Regions from separate parts of the Macaca mulatta genome. Here region 2 is linked to region 1. The links are chromatin contacts, called in public Hi-C maps. All regions are on one chromosome and are shown on one strand. The core of a region is the stretch at or near the end of the contact, and the rest is flanking DNA. Distances in the headings are between cores, read along the strand shown. Region 1 holds the start of EMC7 (ER membrane protein complex subunit 7). Region 2 holds the start of EMC4 (ER membrane protein complex subunit 4).

The links. Hi-C and Micro-C count contacts between places; a contact is called where the count stands out from the background.
Region 2: a contact with region 1 is called in a Hi-C map of blood, with 3 times the contacts expected there. The contact joins the promoter of EMC4 here to the promoter of EMC7 in region 1. A contact is called at or near these places in 5 of 14 Hi-C or Micro-C datasets (CD4 T cells, blood, fetal cortex germinal zone and 2 more).

What each region holds. Positions count from the first base shown.
Region 1 is chr7:11,297,617-11,304,947 of T2T-MMU8v2.0, forward strand. It overlaps EMC7 (ER membrane protein complex subunit 7), which reads right to left and starts at 1,368. Exons shown (of 5, transcript XM_001085740.5): 1 at 1,115-1,368. The coding sequence starts at 1,350. PGBD4 (piggyBac transposable element derived 4) reads left to right here and starts at 1,574. Exons shown (of 1, transcript XM_015141794.3): 1 at 1,574-5,179. The coding sequence starts at 2,032. The coding sequence ends at 3,789.
Region 2 is chr7:11,419,094-11,426,756 of T2T-MMU8v2.0, forward strand. It overlaps EMC4 (ER membrane protein complex subunit 4), which reads left to right and starts at 1,901. Exons shown (of 5, transcript NM_001260989.1): 1 at 1,901-2,059; 2 at 2,392-2,506; 3 at 4,532-4,685; 4 at 5,262-5,422; 5 at 6,552-6,675. The coding sequence starts at 1,974. The coding sequence ends at 6,587.

The sequences.
Region 1 (7,331 bases), core at 118-2,617:
TTATGAGAACTGTATCATTAAAACATCATTAATTAGGGTAAACTCTAAAGAATGTCCTAATGCCAGATTCTTAATGACAGATGGCAGTAAAATACTGGTTGTAAATTTGTCACTATTTATTAATCTGAGGTTGGAATTACCACTCAAGGGCACTTAGATGATCTGAACAAATATGTAAATCAGATTTGGATTTAAATGTCCACATTTAAGTTGTCTGATGTTCAGATACCATTTGCTGGTGTACGAACCCACCAAAGGAAACACTTCCTAATTATTTTCTTTCAGTTTACAGTTTCACCTACTAAGTAAGGGTGGAAAGATTTAAAACAACGTAGGTGTGCCTAGACATTTCCAAAGCAGGCTGCTGCAAAACTAGTGCTAACAAATTCGTCCTGTCTTTTAATATAGACAGAAATCCCACTTCCACTAATAGCACGAAAGGACAGAAGAAAGCAATGTAGAGAAACCCTACTTTCACAAAAATGACAAGTGTGATATATAGCAAATCCCTCGATGAATTCAAGTGTAAAAAAGAACAACAATCGCACCCCCAAGCCAAAACAAACAAACAAAAAAAGTGCTTTGATTAGGGATTTCAGGGCCTGTTAATTTTAGAAGCAGTAACATTAGCCTCCCAGTCTATGTCGTCACTAGAAGCCCTTTGGGTTTTGAGAATTCCCACCTGTGTCGCATCTTTCTACATAATATCAAGCTACCAAAAGACTGAAGTGAATGCAAGAAACGACTAGGTTCTCGGGAAACCAGATGAGATATAAAAGAAAGAATCCAACAAGAGGCTAATAAAGGTCCACTTGTCCCCAGGACCCAGGAATGATCGTCCCCACATGGGGCCAAAACAAGGTTGAAAATAACTGACTCCATGCTCTGACCATGGCAGGGGGTGAGCGCCTGCCATGCTCATTCCAGAGGTACAGGACCGGGAAAGGGAAAGCATCCGACTGCCTCCCAAGGTCTCCCGGCATAGACCGTTAGCGGCACCCTCCCCTTCAGTCTGAGACAGCGACGTTGTCCCGCCCTGACACTTAACTCTCCTGGTGGGGTCCCTGTCCGGCCTCCATCCCAGCCTTTTTCCCGCTGCCCTCAGGATGCTCACTTAAGGAAACCGACGTGCTCTTCTCCGTCTACGAGCACTCGGGCCGCCGAGATCCAGTCCTGAGGTTTCACCCCTGGAACAACTGCACGCCCCTCAATCTTGAAGCGATCTCCTATGCCGACCCCACTCCCTCCCGATCCCTCGGCAGCAGCCCCGGGCACCTCCGAGCTCTGGACATCCCCTGATAGCAGCAGCAGCAGCAGCACGGGAAAGAAGCCCCACAGAGCGGCCGCCATGACAGCAGCTCTACACTCAGGCCGGCAGCCCCGGAAGCCCTCCCAGTCTCCCGGCCGCCACCGCCGCCGCCGGCGGCTTGATGTTGTCATCACTGGGCGCCCGTTTCTGTCATAAGCTGTGGGATCCAACCAGAGGGAAGAAATCATGGCCGATCGACTAGCGAGGCGGAAGTAAGGCGGAAGTACCGCCCTAAACTCCCGGCACTCTGGATTGGAAGGCGGCGCATAGAGCGTGTGTCAAGTGCCCATGAAGGGGACTGCCCATGAGGTGAAAGTCAAGTGTGTGTTGCTGTGGCAGCCACGGAGGCCAAGGACCTCACGGGAATAAAAGATGACGAGACTGGCTTCGGGAGAAACACCATCCGGAAGAGACCTTTCAAAAAACTAGAGACTCCCCAAGACGTATGAGATGAAAGGCTTCTATGTGCGTTTAACCCATTTCTCCTTAGCCCCTTGATTACGCGCTGCTGTGCGGCGACTGCAGCGTTTACGCCGAGATAACGCGTGTATTACAGTCACAACCTTACTCCCACAGTTTGCCACGAAATATCTCGCTTCTGTTATTTTCGCATGGTTCTGGTATATTGACTTTTGAAACAAAAGACATCATTCTGTTTATAGCATTCTGTTTTTAGTAGTGGTATTTCCATTTACAAAATATAGTAATTCTCAGTCGCCGAAATGTCAAATTCTAGAAAACGTAGCATTCCTATGCGTGATGGTAATACCGGTCTCGAACAGTTGCTGGCCGAAGATTCATTTGATGAATCTGATTTTTCGGAAATAGACGATTCCGATACTTTTTCGGATAGTGCTTTAGAAGACGATAAGATCAGGCCTCTGTCCCATTTAGAACCTGATGGAAAGAGCCCTACATCATCTGACTCAGGGCGCTCTATGAAATGGTCAGCTCGTGCTATGATTCCACGTCAAAGGTATGACTTTACCGGCACACCTGGCAGAAAAGTCGATGTCAGTGATATCACTGACCCATTGCAGTATTTTGAACTGTTCTTTACTGAGGAATTAGTTTCAAAAATTACTAGAGAAACAAATGCCCAAGCTGCCTTGTTGGCTTCAAAGCCACCGGGTCCGAAAGGATTTTCGCGAATGGATAAATGGAAAGACACTGACAATGACGAGCTCAAAGTCTTTTTTGCAGTAATGTTACTGCAAGGTATTGTGCAGAAACCTGAGCTGGAGATGTTTTGGTCAACAAGGCCTCTTTTGGATACACCTTATCTCAGGCAAATTATGACTGGTGAAAGATTTTTACTTTTGTTTCGGTGCCTGCATTTTGTCAACAATTCTTCTATATCTGCTGGTCAATCAAAGGCCCATATTTCATTGCAGAAGATCAAACCTGTGTTCGACTTTCTTGTAAATAAATTTTCAACTGTATATACTCCAAACAGAAACATTGCAGTTGATGAATCACTGATGCTGTTCAAGGGGCCGTTAGCTATGAAGCAGTACATCCCGACAAAACGAGTACGATTTGGTCTGAAGCTATATGTACTTTGTGAAAGTCAATCTGGTTACGTGTGGAATGCGCTTGTTCACACAGGGCCTGGTATGAATTTGAAAGATTCAGCCGATGGCCTGAAATCATCGCGCATTGTTCTTACCTTGGTCAATGACCTTCTTGGCCAAGGGTATTGTGTCTTCCTCGATAACTTTAATATATCTCCCATGCTTTTCAGAGAATTACATCAAAATAGGACTGATGCAGTTGGGACAGCTCGTTTGAACAGAAAACAGATTCCAAATGATCTGAAAAAAAGGATTGCAAAGGGGACGACTGTAGCCAGATTCTGTGGTGAACTGATGGCACTGAAATGGTGTGACGAGAAGGAGGTGACAATGTTGTCAACATTCCACAATGATACCATGATTGAAGTAAACAACAGAAATGGAAAGAAAACTAAAAAGCCACGTGTCATTGTGGATTATAACGAGAATATGGGAGCGGTGGACTCGGCTGATCAGATGCTTACTTCTTATCCATCTGAGCGCAAAAGACACAAGGTTTGGTATAAGAAATTCTTTCACCACCTTCTACACATTACAGTGCTGAACTCCTACATCCTGTTCAAGAAGGACAACCCTGAGCACACTATGAGCCATATAAACTTCAGACTGGCATTGATTGAAAGAATGCTGGAAGAGCATCACAAGCCAGGGCAGCAACACCTTCGAGGTCGTCCGTGCTCTGATGATGTCACACCTCTTCGTCTGTCTGGAAGACATTTCCCCAAGAGCATACCACCAACGTCAGGGAAACAGAATCCAACTGGTCGCTGCAAAATTTGCTGCTCCCAATACGACAAGGATGGCAAAAGGATCCGGAAAGAAACACGCTATTTTTGTGCTGAATGTGATGTTCCGCTTTGTGTTGTTCCATGCTTTGAAATTTACCACACGAAAAAAAATTATTAAATACCGATCATCATATACATCTGTTCCATTAGGATTAGAGACAAGTGCTGTTTAGAAATAACTCCAAGATTGGGAGGCCGACCTGGATGGATCACCTGAGATCAGGAGTTCAAGACCAGCCTGGCTAACACGGTGAAACCCTGTCTCTACTAAAAATACAAAAATTAGCTGGGTGTGGTGGTGCATGCCTGTAATCCAAGCCACTTGGGAGGCTGAGGAAGGAGAATTGCTTGAATCCATGAGGCAGAGGTTGCAGTGAACTGAGATCACACCACTGCACTCCAGCCTGGGTGACATGAGACTCAATCTCAAAAAAAAAAAAAAAAAAGAAATAACTCCAAGAACAGTTTTGTTGTCATTGTTTGTTTCTTTCATTTTTTTTTGTTTGAGACGGAGTTTTGGTCCTGTTGCCCAGGCTGGAGTGCGATGGCATGATCTCAGCTCACTGTAACCTCCACCTCCCATGTTCAAGCGATTCTCCTGCCTCAGCCTCCCTAGTAGCTAGGATTACAGGCATGCGCCACCACATCCACCTAATTTTGCATTTTTAGTAGAGACTGGGTTTATGCATGTTGGTCAGGCTAGTCTTGATCTCCGACCTCAGGTGATCTGCCCGTCTGGGCCTCACAAAGTCCTGGGATTATAGGCGTGAGCCACCACACCTAGCCCCAAGAACAGTTTTTATATTTTATTTTCACTTTGAAAATCAGTCAGATTTGCTTCAGCCTCAAAGAGGGTGTTTATGTAAAATTAAATGAGTGCAGGCAGCGAGCTACACTTTTTTTTTTCCTAAATAGGAAATGGGAAGGAGATACTGTCTCTGAACAAAAATAGCTGGAGAAACATGTAACTGTTAACTAAGGGTTGCCTCTAGTGAAAAGGGTTGGAAGACAATTTATGTGATGCTACACTATTCTTCCTGTCGTGATTGCTTTACTGTGAACGTAACAAGGTTGTACTGGGGAGGAGAGCAGGGGTTGATTGCTGTCAATGTTGATTGCCAAGATTTCAGACATCATTTGCTTCAGTCCTTTCTTTTTCTTTATGGTGGAAAGTGAAGTGACTTGCCCAAGATCTTTGTCGGCCCTAAACATCGCTGTCTTTACTACACATTCCTATTGAGGGCAATGCATGTTTTAGCCTTGTGCACTCTTAGAGTTAGCATCCTGAGAACGAGTAAGAGCAATTGAAAAAAGAGATTCAAGAGCCAAGTACTCAGCCCTGGCAGGGGATGGGGTCGTGGTGCCCAGAGCCACCCCTATACTCCAGTCTCCCTGGCATCAGCTACTGCAGCCCTGGGGTACTTGCCCTCATCTTTTTGCTGAAGATAGTTATTTCTTCATATTTGATCGCTGGAAGGAGCAGTACTGCTCAGAAAAAAAAACAAAAACAACACACACACACATTTGACTTTCTTGTCTGCCAAATAAATCTCTTATTTGCTAGGGAACTGGTAATTCAGGCTCAAGAAGTGTATGGAGAAGGTTTATTTTCAATCTTTTTACTTTAAAATATGCCTTAGTTTTTGAATAGATAAGACATTCCAGTTTAAGAGAGTAAAAGTCAGTTCAGAAGCGAGAAAGGAAAGATAGTGTTCATTTTAATCAGACTGCGATGTACCTACTAGACACAGACAGGGTCAGTGGCAAGGCCATCAGAAAACTTTTTCCCAAGGCCACACCACACCTGCAAAACACCTAACAACCTTCTTCTTTTCAGTGATTACCGCTTCCTTACCAATGACTTCGCTTTGTTCCTCGTGCCTCCAAACAGATTGCTGAGATACCCAATCCAGAGCCAATCTTGGCTTCCCTAGACTCTCCTCAATCATTCAACAGAAGCCCAAATCTTGTAAAAGTTCCTTTCTGGGCCAGGCGCGGTGGCTCACGCCTGTAATCCCAGTACTTTGGGAGGCTGAGGCGGGCGAATCACGAGGTCAGGAGTTTGAGATCAGCCTGGCCAACATGGTGAAACCCTGTCTCTACTAAAAATACAAAAAAAAAAAAAAAAATTAGCTGGGCATAGTGGCAGGTGCCTGTAATCCCAGCTACTCAGGAGGCTGAGGCAGGAGAATCGCTTGCACCTGGGATGTGGAGGTTGCAGTGAGCCGAGATCGCACCACTGCACTCCAGCCCTGGCAACAGAGTGAGGCTCCTTCTCAAAAAATAAGTTTCTTTCTGTTCCCTCTTACTGTTATATCTTTGGTTTCTCTGGTGTGGAGTCTTCCTTACAGCAGCAAGCTCATAAACTTAACTTGACTACAGGTGTGTTCCTTGGTGGTCTTTATCCGATAGACTTCGTCACATGGTACGATATTCAAAAGGTATGCGTATACAAAAAAAAAACTCCCACCTACTTCTCTCCCTGGTCACCTAATTCTCAGGAGGCAATCAGGGTTGCCATTTTCCTGAGTATTCTTCCACATAGTCAACTGTCTACAGAAAAATATATACGTTAAAAATAAGGCCAGGCACAGCGGCATGCCTGTATTCCCAGCTACTCAGGAGGTTGAGGCAGGAGGATCAGTTGAGGCCAGGAAAGCCAGGAATTTGAAGCTGTAGCGTGCTATAACAGCAGGCCTGTGAATAGCCATTGCACTCCATCCTGGGCAACAGGACCTGTCTCTTAAAAAAAAAAAAAAAAAAGACAAAAAAATACTTGTAGTTTTTTTTTGTTAAAAAACAAATCCATACATGCATATATATGTATATACATAGTACGCTACCAGTTGTGTGGAAAAAAGGGGCAAAATATATATTTATTTAACTTATATACAAATAACATTCTAGAAATAAAATTATTGTTTAATATAAAATACACGAATATATAAAAATGTATTACCTAACATATGATTATATATAACTATAATGTGTACTGTGTTTTACATATATATTTCCACAGCATGCTATAAATGCAATTCTGCACTTTGCTCTTTTTACTTAATATATCTTGGAAATCATCCTTTATTAGTACATAAAGAGCTTCATAATTCCTTTTTACGGCTGTAAAATGTCCCAGCTTATGGATGGACTGATTCTCTATCAAGCAACATTAAGATTGTGGCCTATTTTACTATTCCTGATTTTGCTGAAGTGAATTTCTTTTGCCATGTGATTTCCACAGGTGTATATATGTAGCGTAATTCGTACTAGTAGAAAGTAGAATTGCTAGATCAAAGAGTACGTGCCTTTGTAATTTTGATGATATTGTGAAATCTTCTTCCACAGAAGTTGTTGCAACTTTCACTCTCACCAGCAATGTGTAAGATAACTTGCTCCTCCATACCCTCACCAATAATGAGCTATCAAATGTTATTTTTGCCAAGCAAATAAATTAAAAGTGATATCTCAGTTTTTGTTTGTTTGTTTTTTGAGACAGAGTTTCACTCTTTATTGCCCAGGCTGGAGTGCAGTGGCATGATCTCAGCTCACTGTAACTTCTGCCTCCCTGGTTCAAGCAATTCTCCTGCCTCAGCCTCCCAAGTAGCCTGGATTACAGGCACCCGCCACCACACCCAGTTAATTTTTGTATTTTTAGTAGAG
Region 2 (7,663 bases), core at 651-3,150, 120 kb after region 1:
ACAGGTGTGAGCCACCATGCCTGGCTCCTAGTGGGCATTTAAAATGAAAATTCTTTAAAAACATGCATACTCTTTGATCCAGCAATTCCAATTTCACTTCTAGGACTCTAACTTTAGGAAATAAAACATACAGATATGTTCACAGCAACACTGGTTATAAAAGGAAGAAAAACAGGAAACAAATGTCCAATAATAGGCTAAATTATGAAAAAGGTATACAATTCAATACAAAACCCAATCACTTGAAAGAATGACATACATTATTTAATGACATGTCATTAAAAACACATCAGTGGTGTGATTTGGCAATGATGTAACACATCATTAAAAACACCACATATCCTAGCACTTTGGGAGGCCCAGGCAGGCAGATCACCTGAGGTCGGGAGTTCGAGAACAGCCTGACCAACATGGAGAAACCCCGTCTCTATTAAAAATACAAAATTAGCTGGGCGTGGTGGCGCATGCCTGTAATCCCTGCTACTTGGGAGGCTGAGGCAGGAGAATCGCTTGAACCCTGGAGGCGGAGGTTCCAGTGAGCTGAGATCGTGCCATTGCACTCCAGCCTGGGCAACCAAGAGCAAAACTCCGTCTCAAACAAACGAACCAACCAAACACCACATATGTGGTGGGCACTAATCTCACAAGCCTTGAAAATTGGCAGATTATCCAACTTTTACATGAAGAGGCTGAAACACAATTGATTTAACTTGCCCAAGGTCATACAATTTTTAAGTGGTGAAACCAGGATTCAAAAGGAGGCCATCTGCTGGGTGCAGTGGCTCATTCATGCCTGTAATCTCGACATTTTGGGAGGCCAAGGCAGGAGAGTCACTTGAACCCAAGAGTTTGAGAGCAGCCTGGGCAACATAGCTAAACTGTCTCAAAAAAACAAAAACAAACAAACAAAAAAACTGGGCGTGGTGGCGCGCCCTGTGGTCCTAGCTCCTCGGAACGCTCAGGTGGGAAGATCGTTTGAGCCCGGGAAGTCGAGGCTGCAGTGAGCCGTGATAGCGCCACGGCACTACAGCCTCAGCAACGGAGTAAAACCCTGTCTCAAAAAAAAACAAAGCCAAAACAAACAACAACAACAAACGCAGGCTATCTGAATACCGAGCCCATGTCCCTTTCCATGCCCACAATGTCGCCTTGCCTTTGTGCAGAATGTGGTTAAAACTGTTTACCTCGCAAGGTTACTGTGCAAGTGAAATAAAAGAAACACCGAGCTCCTGGGACACAGTGGACATTCAATACTCAGAAACTACTAAGGAACTCGCTCAAGGTCAAGCTAGGATTTAAATCCAGGATTTGAATCTTTTGTTCCAGGGAGCGCGTAGGAGGTTAAGAAGCTTTTCTTGGCTTCAATTCTTTTTTTCTTTCTTTCTTTTTTTTTTTTTTTTGAGACGGAGTCTCACTCTGTAACCCAGGCTGGCGTACAGTGGTGTGATCTCGGCTCATTGCAACCTCCGCCTCCCGGGTTCAAGCGATTCTCCTGCCTCAGCCCCCTAAGGAGCTGGGATTACAGGCGCCGCCACCACGCCCGGCTAATTTTTTTTGTATTTTTAGTAGAGACGGGGTTTCACCATGTTAGCCAGGCTGGTGTCGAACTCCTGACCTCAGGTGATCCGCCCACCAATTCTTAATGCTGAGTCAGTAGGGACGTTCCTTCAGCCCCATGAAGTGCACCTCAGAGGTCAGGGAACATATAACAAGCACATTCAAAAAGGGAGCGCGCGGAAGTGGCTTTAGGAAGCACCAAGTCTTGCCTGCTTTTTTTCCCTCCCTGATTTTCTAAATCCAAACCGGGACTCTTCAACCCGCAACGCCGCCAATTTCCAGGGCGGAAATGACGTCTGTATTAACGCGCCGGAAGTGTATTTGCAGAGTGCGACAAAGCGGGGAACGCCGGTGGGCCTGTTGCGGAGTACGCTTTGGAGTGAGAAGCTTCGCGGCTGTAGCACGCAGCTGTTGCCATGACGGCCCAGGGGGGTCTGGTGGCTAACCGAGGCCGGCGCTTCAAGTGGGCCATTGAGCTAAGCGGGCCTGGAGGAGGCAGCCGGTGAGGCACCTGGGCAAGCTGTACATCCCTGTTCGTCCCAGAACTGCACCAGAGTAATGAGACCTGAGCCCTCAGGCATAACTTTGAAAAAGATGGGTGGCACACAGACATCACCTGGGGACGTAGCGGCTTTCCTGCTGTGAAGGTTTCTGTGCTCAAAGAATGCTTACATCAGTCCTGATAAGTCAAGGGACTGAGGAACACACGAGGGGGCTTGGTCTAATCTGAGTAGGTGCATCTGAAGATCTTTATTGCTATGATTGGTAGATCAGGAAATGTGGGATAAGAAGTGTCGGAGTTTGCAGCTTTAATTTCTTGGTTTGGTTTTTTAGGGGTCGAAGTGACCGGGGCAGTGGCCAGGGAGACTCTCTCTACCCAGTCGGTTACTTGGACAAGCAAGTGCCTGATACCAGCGTGCAAGAGACAGATCGGATCCTGGTGGAGAAGGTACAGAGGTATAGATGTTACCGCAGTCCTTGGGCCAGTCCTGACTTATTCACCCATCCTCTTCTCCCAGGTGGAATTAACGTAGATAGCTCTTATCCTGAATATTTGGAAACTAAACTGCTTGAAACTGGTATTTCGGTATTTTATATATCACCTACAAAAGTGCTTAACAGTTTGAAAAATAAAAGATGTTTGGAACATAAGGTGTAAGAAAGTAGGTTGAAAACTATCTTTTGGTGGCAACATCTTCCAGTTGAAGTGATCTTTTTCTATTCTAGTTCCCTTACACCACACATCCAACTGTCAGGATGTTGTTGACTTTCCTTACTACTTTTTGCTGTGTTCACCTCTCATCCCGATCCAAGCCACCATCCTTCATCTAGATTTCTGCAGTTGCCTGGCTAATTTTTGTATTTTTAGTTACAGACAGGGTATCACCATGTTTGCCAGGCTGGTCTTGAACTCCTGACCTCAGGTGATCCATCCGCCTGGGCCTCCCAAAGTGCTGGGATTACAAGCATGAGCCACCATGCTCTGCCCGGGGCTATTTATATTTCTTTCTAATTTCTGCTGTCATTTTGTTACATTTTTTCTAGGAAGTTACCGATTTCCTAAAATTTCAAATGTATTGACATAAAGTTGTTCATAATAATGATCACTTCCATATATGCAAGATCTGTGATGTTCGTTTTTTCATTCCTGATGTTGAATATTTGTCTCCTCTCCTTTTCGGCTTACCAGTATTGATTTTTTAAAAGTTATTTTCATTTATTTTTACAGGTCACTGTACCCATCACCAGTATTGATTTTATTAATCTTTTCAAAAATTCTTGGGTTTTTTCTAGTTTCTTGAAATGGATGCTTACTTTATTTTTAGACTGCCATTACTTCTTTTCTTTTGAGACAGTCTTGCTGTTGTCACCCAGGCTGGAATGCAATAGCATGACCTTGACTCACTGCAACTTCTGACTCCCGGGTTCAAGCAATTCTCCTACCTCAGCCTCCCGAGTAGCTGGGATTACAGGCACCTGCCACCACGCTTGGCTAAATTTTTTTGTATTTTTAGTAGAGATGGGGTTTCACCACGTTGGCCAGGTTGGTCTGAAACTCCTGACCTCAGGTAATCCACCCACCTCGGCCTCCCAAAGTGCTGGGATTACAGGCGTGAGGCACCACGCCCAGCCAGATTGCCATTACTTTTAATGGCAAAAACCGCAATTACTTTTGCAGCAACCCAATAGTATTTAAGGTTATAAATTTCTCAGAGCTGTAGCTGTGTCCCACAAGTTTTAAAATGTGGTACTTTTGCTATCATACAATTCTGTTTTCCATTATAATTTCTTCATGTATCATTGTTAATTCCCAAACATGAGATTTTCTAATTATAAAATTATTTCTAGTTTAATATCGTAGTCAAAGAATATGTTTGTACAATTTGCATTCTTTGAGATTGACATTTTCTTCATAGCTCAGCGAGTGGTCAGGTTTTGTAAATATCTTATGCTTGAAAAGAGTGTGAACTCTGTAATTGTTGACTGCAGCATTACATGTCAGTTGGGTTTTGTTAATGTCATTCAAATCTTCTATGTCTTGATTTACCTGCTAATTCTATTATTTTTTTCTGGAACTAAATTAGTTCAATGGTTCCATTAGTTATTGACTGTGGTGTGCTAATCTCCCATTATGTGGATTTATCTATTTCTTCAGTTGTAGATAGGACATTGATAGATACAGAAGTACTAGGACAAAAGCAGGGAGATCTTTTTTCCAAAATCAGGAGAAAAAATGACATCTGGAAAACCTATAGGGAAAGGTACAACGGATGATGATGGTACTTTTATCTTTAGTAGAAGAGAGAGCCCTCCTGTGGCAACATGGAGAAGGGAAGAGGTCATAGAATTGAGGAGTCAGCTCAGTTAGAAGCAGAGAATTGGGAATTCTGTTCATGTGATTTAGCATCAGTGATATGGCAAATGTGGGACTAAGGGTGGTGATCAGAGGGTTAAAATTGTGTGTTTGTTTTAGCGCTGCTGGGACATCGCCTTGGGTCCCCTCAAACAGATTCCCATGAACCTCTTCATCATGTACATGGCAGGCAATACTATCTCCATCTTCCCTACTATGATGGTGTGTATGATGGCCTGGCGACCCATTCAGGCACTTATGGCCATTTCAGCCAGTAAGTATTCTTGAAACAATAACCCTTCCATAAGTTTGAAGAATTAAAGGCAGGCTGGGCATGGTGGCTCACGCCTGTAGTCCCAGCACTTTGGGAGGCCAAGGTGGGTGGATCATCTGACGTCAGGAGTTCAAGACCAACCTGGCCAACATGATGAAACCTTGTCTGTACTAAAACTGCAAAAATTAGCTGGGCGTGGTGGCACACGCCTGTAATCCCAGCTGCTCGGGAGGCTGAGACAGGAGAATCACTTGAACCTGGGAGGCGGAGGGTGCAGTGAGCTGAGATCACACCACTGCACTCCAGCCTGGGCGACAGAACAAGACTCCATCTCAAAAGAAAGAAAGAAAGGCATATTCTTAGGGACAGTTTTTGGCTAACGAGTATGTAGGGGAGTGGGGTAATGGTGGTGGCATGGAGGGGAATGTAGTGCTTACCATGGTTTTCTCTTTGCCTTTAATGGTCCTATTTGCTGTCTTACTATGGGTCTGTCTATATGAATTTAATATATGGTTGGCTTGATTCATATTGGGGGAAAGAGTTCTTTTTGTTTGACAACTTCTGTTACCCCAACAGCTTTCAAGATGTTAGAAAGTTCAAGCCAGAAGTTTCTTCAGGGTTTGGTCTATCTCATTGGGAACCTGATGGGTTTGGCGTTGGCTGTTTACAAGTGCCAGTCCATGGGACTGTTACCTACACATGCATCGGATTGGTTGGCCTTCATTGAGCCCCCTGAGGTAAGGCAAAAGAAAAGCTGAATTTTGGGTAGTTGTAGTGGACAGCGAATAGCTGACCTACTTGATGGTAGGGAATTAGAATTGGTATTAGAGTTTTTTTTTTTTTTTTTTGGCCGGGGGGGGGGGTGGGGCGGAGTCTTGCTCTGTCACCCAGGCTGGAGTGCAGTGGCATGATCTCAGCAACCTCCGCCTCCTGGGTTCAAGCAATTCTCCTGCCTCAGCCTTCCAAGTGGCTGGGATTATAGGCGCCCGCCACCACGCCCAGCTAATTTTTATGTATCTTTTAGTAGAGACGGGGTTTCACCATGTTGGCCAGGCTGGTTTTGAACTCCTGACCTCAAGTGATTTGCCTGCCTCGGCCTCCCAAAGCGCTAGGATTACGGGCGTGAGCCACTGTGCCTGGCCTAGGGTTTCTTAAAAAATAAGAGCCATTAGGAGTTTTTAAGTTGTTATTTTTATTTTTTTGAGAGGGAGTCTCACTCTGTTGCCCAGGCTGGAGTACAGTGGCGCCATCTTGGCTCACTGCAACCTCCGCCCCCTGGGTTCAAGCAATTCTCCTGCCTCAGCCTCCCTAGTAGCTGGAATTACAGGTGTCTGCCACTGTACCCGGCTAATTTTTGTATTTTTAGTAGAGATGGGGTTTCACCATGTTGGCCAGGCTGGTGGTGTGCTCCTGACCTCAGGTGATCCACCCACCTCGGCTTCCCAAAGTGCTGGGATTACAGGTGTGAGCCACCACGCCTGGCCAAGTTGTATTTTTGAAACAAGGTCCTGCTCTGTCAGCCAGGCTGGAGTGCAGTCGTGTGATCATGGCTCACTGCAGCCTTGACCTCCGGGCTCAAGCACTCAGCTTCTCAAGTAGCTGGGACCCAGGTTGCACCCCCGTGGCTCGCTAATTTTTGTATTTTTTGTAGCGACAGGGTTTCACCATGTTGCCCAGGCTGGTCTTGAACTCCTGGGCTCAAGCGATCTGCCTGCCTTGGCCTTCCAAAGTGTTTAGCTAAGATTAGCTACTTCGCCTGGCCTGGAAGTTCTTTTTTAAGGATAGGCAAAATAGAGCTGTGGTTAAAGTATTAAGTAATTGATTCATTTTAACACTCATTTGCCTATTTATTCTTTCTTCTTTCAGAGAATGGAGTTCAGTGGTGGAGGACTGCTTTTGTGAACATGAGAAAGCAGCGCCTGGTCCCTATGTATTTGGGTCTTATTTACATCGTTCTTTAAGCCCTCAGCATACTCTTTTTTTTTTTTTTTTTTTTTTTGAGGCGGAGTCTCGTTCTGTGGCCCAGGCTGGAGTGCAGTGGCCGGATCTCAGCTCACTGCAAGCTCCGCCTCCTGGGTTTACGCCATTCTCCTGCCTCAGCCTCCCGAGTAGCTGGGACTACAGGTGCCCGCCACCTCACCCGGCTAGTTTTTGTATTTTTAGTAGAGACGGGGTTTCACCGTGTTAGCCAGGATGGTCTCGATCTCCTGACCTCGTGATCCGCCCGTCTCGGCCTCCCAAAGTGCTGGGATTACAGGCTTGAGCCACCGCGCCCGGCTGCATACTCTTAAAGTAATCACTTATGTTAAAAAGAACCAAAAGGCTCTTTTCTTCATGGTGGGGTGACAGGTCCTACAAGGACAATGTGCATATTACTACAAACACAAAGAAACTATACCACAACCCATGACTGAAAATAATGTAGAAAACTTTATTTATGTTTCCAGTACAGAGCAAAACAAATAAAATCGTAACTATGTAAACGAGAATAATTGCTGCTAAATCAAAACTGTCGCAGCATCTCCTTTCAATAAATTAAATGGTTGAGAACAATGTGTAAAAAAAAGTTGCACAAGTTCCCTTAAATCTATTTTCCTTAATATTTCACTTCTATTTAAAACAAGCTGGGACATAAAAATTCTGTTGGAGACACTTGGGGAAGATGTGAGCAACTAATGCTGGATTCAGCTTATACATGATGAAAAATAAACCAGACAAAAGGAGCACATAAATATGCATACAGTGTAACTGTTATTTTAATACCCACAATAAGGGATTTTTGTTAGCATGTTTGGGGGAATGAGGATTGGTGGGATTCTTGGGGCCACAGGAATCTGAGGCAATGGAAGATACATAGAGTGATCTTCCCCCTGCCGAGAGGAAACTGGCACCTGTCAAGCAGATGCTGTCAGTTCAAACTTCAGCTTTTAAGATAGCTATTCAAGGCAGAAGGTCAGCAGGAGGATGTGTATTTCTAA